Linked DNA regions of Mus musculus: region 2 is linked to region 1. Evidence: chromatin contacts called from public promoter capture Hi-C data. All regions are on one chromosome and are shown on one strand. The core of a region is the stretch at or near the end of the contact, and the rest is flanking DNA. Distances in the headings are between cores, read along the strand shown. Region 1 holds the start of Jade2 (jade family PHD finger 2). Region 2 holds the start of Slc22a5 (solute carrier family 22 (organic cation transporter), member 5).

What was found. Promoter capture Hi-C pulls out the DNA fragments that hold promoters and counts their contacts.
Region 2: a promoter capture Hi-C map of liver shows a contact between it and region 1, with 2.8 times the contacts expected there. The contact joins the promoter of Slc22a5 here to the promoter of Jade2 in region 1.

The regions. Positions count from the first base shown.
Region 1 is chr11:51,855,878-51,859,187 of GRCm38.p6, reverse strand. It overlaps Jade2 (jade family PHD finger 2), which reads left to right and starts at 1,520. Exons shown (of 13, transcript NM_001357588.2): 1 at 1,520-1,877. The coding sequence starts at 1,750. It overlaps Gm30110 (a long non-coding RNA gene), which reads right to left. Exons shown (of 2, transcript XR_388628.2): 2 at 2,591-3,267.
Region 2 is chr11:53,889,860-53,893,169 of GRCm38.p6, reverse strand. Slc22a5 (solute carrier family 22 (organic cation transporter), member 5) reads left to right here and starts at 1,467. Exons shown (of 10, transcript NM_011396.3): 1 at 1,467-2,023. The coding sequence starts at 1,631.

The DNA of each region.
Region 1 (3,310 bases), core at 271-2,770:
AGTCCAAAGCTAGCCAACCTCCCCAGCTGGAGCATTCCCAGGAGGCAAAAGGTTGCCCCCCACGTGCCTACCCCTCCAGGAGGCCTGCCCTTTTCCTTCCTAGAGAGAAGGTGAGCTCCCCAGGCACAGCGGGTTGGGTGGGTGTGGCCCGCAGCTCAGGGAACCGACCCAAGGCTCCGCCACTGCCGGCTAGCCGCCCGACAGCCCGCCCGCCTGGCGAGCGCAGGCTCTTCTTCCAGAAACTGCGAGGATTGGAGAGCACTGTTTGTGCACCACAAGGTCAAGTCGGGAAGTGGAGTCGGAGGAGGAGGGGCGAGAACGAGAGGGTGGGGAGAGGGGCGCCCCGCTTCTCTGCCAAGTACCAGCCCTGGGAAGTTGCCCCTCGGTTTTTAACCCTTTGCGGCTATAAGATGCACGAGGCAGAAGGAAGGGGGTACCCCGGGGCAAACTCCTCCTGAGGCTAGGACATGTTGCCACCCTGCTAGCCACCCACCCATCACAGTGCGCCTCACCCCCCCTCCGGAAATGCAGGGCAGCACCAGGCGCCAGGAGGCACCCGCGAGGGGGAGGGGGCAACAAGCCCAAGAAGGGACCCCCTCCCCTTAAGGACAGCCCCTCTCTTCCGGAGGTCGCCCACAATTTCAACTTTCCCTGCCTAGGATGCTAGTTTGCATTTGGTGTGGGTGGGGGAGGAGGACCGCGCCCCCTCCCCCAGCCCCTTGCGCGCCCCTCCCCTGCACTCCTGCCAGCACTTTCTGCTCACTTCTGGCGCTGCAAAAAACGCCACGCGATTTATTCGATTTCGATTTTAAAACCAGTGATTCCGAAACCGGGCGGAGGGCGAGGGTCTTCCAGCACCAGAGTCCCTGGGGGTGGGGCGGGCGAGCTGGGTACTCCGTGCAAGCCTCGTTTCCTCCGCGAGTGTCGCCTCCAAGCTGTTATTTGCAAAGAAACGTCTTTTTGACGCAGGGAGAAATGGCAAATTTTAAGTACGTCATTAATATGGCGCCAAAAGATTTTTTTAAGTATAAGCTTGCTTTTTTTTTTTTTTAAAGGTTGTGGGGGGCTCCGCCTGGGTCTGGGGCGCGAAGGGGGCGGGGTGTGAGCAGAAAGTGTGAGTGAGCGAGTGGAGGGGCGGGGTATGTGTGTGAGTGTGTGAAGTGTGAGCCGACCTGATGGGACTTGCACGGGCTCAGCCGGCGCTCGGGCCCGGCCCTGGGGACAGGGCGGGTTGGGGGCGCCCCGGAGTCCACGAGGAGTCCGGGCCCGCGTGCAGGCGGGCGGGTGACCGTGTAGGGCACCCCCCCGGGGGGGCCGCAACGCTACCTGGGACTGTCGCCGGAGCCAAACAACTGGGAAGGGGGGGGGGAACACGACAGGGGGGTGCCGGGAGCGGAGATCCGAGTGAATTAGAAAAAAGTGGCTACTCCCCCTCCCTCTCTTCTTGCCCGCCCCCACCCCACCCCACCCCCACCCCAACACATTTTTTCCCCCTCTAAAGAGATCACAAGGAAGTCTTGGTTTAAAAAGAAACAGAAACATACACAGGGGGTTGGTGAATGGTGCCGACCGCGGCCATCGCAGTTGGAGGCTATTTTTTTGGGGGGTGAGTAGCGTCCATGGAGTTACTTTGCGCCCACTCCTAGTGGCACCAGCTCTGAGCTGGAGGGCTGACCATCTTCCCAGCAGGGGTGCGGGGCTTGGGGGGCGCCGCGGCCCGGTCGCCTCCCTCGCCACGACCCCGGATGGATGCGCGCCCCCCGCCCTCCCGCGCCGGCCCCAGGAGCTCCTGGCTTCGGGAGCATCCTTCCCGCGCCGGCCCCCGCCGCCGCGCGTAGCCGAGGGCAGCGCCCCTCGGGAGGGCACCGCGGAGCAAGGTAAGAGCCAGCCCCCAGCGGATGGGCCCTGCGCATCTCCACGGCATTATTTTGTGGGCTTTTTTTTTTTTTCAACAGATCTGCCAGTGCTCCTCGCTCCCTCTCTCTTGCTCGCTCGCTCCCTCTCTCGCTGGCTGCCTGTTCTAGGAAGCCAGCGCGGGGGGTGGGGGGGGGGGACGCACAGCACTGGGGAGAGAGATTGCGCATGTTGGTCAGCCGTGTTTTAAAGAGTACAGTGCGGGGAGGCTGAGAGGGGCGCATGCAACAACTTTTGGAAGGGTGAGCCTGGCGACCTTCTTTATTAATGACTGCGGCAAAGCGCCCCTGGGCCGGCGAGGGGGCGCGGGCGGGTGGGGGCGCTGGGGCTGCAACTTGCCTCGCGGGCTCCGGCCGGCCCGAGGGGCTGCGGCGCTACCGGGGTGCGGGGTGGGGAGGCTGAGTGGCGGGCACCGGGGCACGGGAAACCTGGAGCTATCTGCCCTTCTGTCTCCCGAGTTTCATTTTGTTGATACGCAGCACGTCCGGGTGCCGAACCGGGCTGAGCCGATGCACATGACCCCGCACTGGGCTCACGTGCAGCCGGTCCAGTCCTAGACACCTTCCGGGGGCCACCGCCTCCGCCCTGCGCCCCCTTTCCAGGCTGGGTGCACGAGGGAGCTGCACGCGGGGGCAGCATGCTCGGTTCTTGGGTTCAGAGGCATTGCACAAATTAGTTTTTTTTTTTTTTCTTCTTAAGGGGCGGGGGACAACGTTCCCAGGTGAGTGCTGGGTGCGCAGTCCAGGCAGCCAGGGTGCATACTGGGGTAGTGGACAGCAGCTCTCCGGTGCTGCGCGGGAGTCCGGTGGGGGAGAGGCACCGCGAGAGTGGAAATGTACCGGCGACGGCCGGAGCGGCGGGTGCGCGCTCGCGGGGCGACGGCAGGGGGCGTGGCCCTTGTTTACCTTCTCCCAACTCTGCTGGTTCGCGTCCCGCTTCAGGGACGACTCTGCAGCTCCCCCCTCTTCCCTCCGCCCTTACTAAAACTCTGGGTGGTACCTAAGAGCAGCAGACAAGTGGAGGGCCCTGCCTGGGACACACGCACCTGACCCCAAAATGAGTGACATTGCAGCCCCCGCCCCCACCAAACATTGCTGCAGTCCTTCTGCCGGATCCCCGGCCCCGCCCCGCCCCCGGCAGTGGCATCTTCCCGGCTCACCTCCTTCCTCCCTCTCCCTCCCTCCTTCCCACCCACTTGCCTGCGCCTGCGGAGCGGCTCTCGCTCGCCCACTCCCCGCCTGGGTGCAGACTTGTGGCTCCCCATGGTCCCTTCCCGCCCATCCCTGGGCTCTGAGACATCCCCTTCTCCGAGCAAGGGGTGATCCTGGGTCAGCTTGGAGACTCGTAGCTTTTCTGCCGGAGGGTGAGGACATCTGCAAAACCGGCTTGGAGGCTT
Region 2 (3,310 bases), core at 218-2,717, 2.0 Mb before region 1:
GTTGCTTTGTCTCTGTAACCAGAAAAGTTACTAACAGCTACTAAAGCAATTGTAGTTACAATGTTTGCCTGTTCCACCGCAATGCTGAGGAGCACGGTTGGTCAGTTGAGGTCAAAGCTACTGAGCAAGCCAGGGCAATATAGCAAAACTCATCTCAAAAAAATAAATATAGATAAAATTATAAGGGTAACTTCTTATTTTATTAGACAGTGTTGCTTCAGAATCATACAGTTGCTGGTCGGTTTTTTGTTTTTTGTTTTGTTTTTGGGTGTTGTTGGTTTTTAGAATATATTACTAGGACAAAATAATGGGTTTCATGGTAAAGTTTGTTGTTGTTGTTTATTTGAGAACCTGGAACTGGCTATAAAGACCAGACTTGATTAAGGTCCTTTGCCACAAACTCTGGTAAGTTTTTGTTTTGGTTTTTTAACAAGTTGGCTCCTGCATTAATTGTAAAAATTACAAATCTGAGAGATTAATCCTACACTAAGATCCTTAATCTTGAAGTCAAAATTTTACTATTTCTTAAATCAAAAGACAACAAAATAATTTAAGAACATAATAGTCTGGGAATTAAAATTCATTGCCACCTTTCTCATCACCAGTCTCAAAATCCACCCCTTTTTAATATATGTATATATTATATGTAAATATATATAACTATTATTTTATTTTATGTGTATGAGTGTTTTGCCTGCAAGTCTGTTTTGTCTAATGTGCCGAGTGCATGCCTACTGGGCCTGTGAGCTGCCCTATGCCTTTTAGGAAGCAAGCCAAGGTCCTCTGGAGGAGCAATCTGGACTCTTAAAGAGAGTCCTAGCTGAGCTATCTCCGCAGCCACAAAAGATGGCAGTCTTTCCAGGAAAAACTGCAACAAAGGCTGTCGTTGTCAATGAGACTCTCCGAGGTTCACAATATCTCTCAACCACAACAAAAATTTGAGAAGGTGGGCTGTTTACTGCTTAAATTCTAAGCCTCTTTCCATTGAACACCCAGAATGGTCTTCCCAGGATGGCCTTGGACACAAACTTTTCAAAGTCACCCTTTCCCTCAAGAGAAGGGCACCCTGGGAACCTGCTCCAGGAAGTGTCCTGAAAAGACCCAATTCCGCCCCCTAGAGCGGACCTGTTAGGGGCGTGGCTCACAGACGCCCCGCCTCAGTCTTCCAGTCTGGGCGGAACTAGAAGTGTTCACCCAACCCGGGCCCCGTAGAGACTATGGAGGCGTGGTCGAATGAAGCCACACCCCTCCCTCGCTGACAGTTCTGAAGCCCGGTTCAGCCCCGCCTTCTGTACCGCCCAGCTAGTTCTGAGTCCTAGCTCGGCTCCGCCTCAGGCGCACGCGCGGCCGATGGCCGGCGCCCACTGTGCGTCACTCAGGCCCCTGCCCCGCCCCCGCCGTGCCGCGCCGCGCCGCGCCTCAGAGCCGGGACGGCGGGGCGGGCCTTGCGGCCCAGGCCCATGCCCAGAGCCCGCCCCGCCCTCAGGCCCTATGTAAAGTTGGCGGTGGCCGAGTCGGAGGCGTCGGTGGGAACTCACGAGCCTTGCACGCAGAGGCTCTCAGCGCCCCGTCTCCCGCGCCACGGTGTCCCCTTATTCCCATACGGGCGCTGTGGGAGGCTGAGGACGGCATGCGGGACTACGACGAGGTGACCGCCTTCCTAGGCGAGTGGGGGCCCTTCCAGCGCCTCATCTTCTTCCTGCTCAGCGCCAGCATCATCCCCAATGGCTTCAATGGTATGTCCATCGTGTTCCTGGCGGGGACCCCGGAGCACCGTTGCCTTGTGCCTCACACCGTGAACCTGAGCAGCGCGTGGCGCAACCACAGTATCCCGTTGGAGACGAAGGACGGACGACAGGTGCCTCAGAAATGCCGCCGCTACCGACTGGCCACCATCGCCAACTTCTCTGAGCTAGGGCTGGAGCCGGGGCGGGACGTGGACCTGGAGCAGCTGGAGCAGGAGAGCTGCCTGGATGGCTGGGAGTACGACAAGGACGTCTTCCTGTCCACCATCGTGACAGAGGTAGGTGACAGCCCCCCTATCAGGGTCTGGTGACATCGCGGCGACGGTTGTAGCCCTTCGTCCAACGCACAGGCTGATGAGCATCCTCCAGTCAGGTGGCCCAGGAACATTTTATGAGATGACTTCTAGCCATAGTACGCCCCTCAGGGGACAAGTGTCTGGCAGACCATCCGTCCATAGGGTCCCATTGAAGATAGAGTCCAGAAGGTTCTGCCCCTTAGGAGATGCCCTGAGACCCTGAGGGGTGGGACTTTCTCGAGGTAGTGATGTGATTCAGAGGGGCCGGATTCAGACTTGCTCCAGAGAAGAGGCCACAGTTTTAGCCTCTGTTCAGAAAGGAAAGACTCTTTGCAGAACTTTTTAAAGTTAAAGAAACGTGTGTTCCAAACTCTCTACCTTTTCTGGAGTTATTCTTTCTTCCCTCACCTGTCCTCATCCCAAAATGAAGGCTTGCCATGCCCCAGGAGAAACTGTTTTCCATTTGCCCGCGATGGATTGTTACTTCTTAAGGACCCATGTGTCTGCAGATCTATCCAGGGTGACTTGTTGGTATGGAGTCTTTTCCACAGTATTCTGGGACAAGATCACTGGAGAGGTTCGGTAAGGCATGTAAGGTTACTCTGAAAAGCGATGGAAACCTAATTCCTCATCCCCTTGCACTTTATTCTTGGGTGACTTTGACATTTCTCAGTCACTCTGCTGGGGGTGTGGCAGGCCATTTAATGGTGCATGTGGATGTGTTTGGGGACTTGGGCACCAACTGTAGTTTCCTGGAGGCTCAGCAGTATTGAATATGCAGAATATGAGAAGAATCTTCTGTGATACTATTGAGCAACTGGTTCATTGAGTATCAGGGATTGGGATTGGCCAGTTGGAGATAGTTTCTTGGTGAGTTTAGTTAGCCCTTAGGTCTAGATCCAACATCAAGAAATGGTTTCAGGAGCAGTAGGGAGAAGCTAGGAGTACCTGTTTGGCATTTAAGACTCTTGGAGGTATAGACTGAGCTTCCCTCCTTACAGGGGCTCTCAGGTATATATCATTCTTCAAGAGTAGAGTCAGAGAGTATCCCCACAAGAGTCACTGTCTGTTTCCTTTGGGAGTTTGTGGTTAGATGTGTTCAAACCTGTGCTTACCTACTACATAAGTAGTAAGAATGAAATCTGAGCTCCATTGGGGATTTTTAACTTAAGTGACATCGTGCCAGGATCAGGTATCACTACCTAACAAAAAAGGGCCTGGTCAGTGATGGAGCACACTCCTTTAGTCTGAGCACTCAGGAGGCAGAGG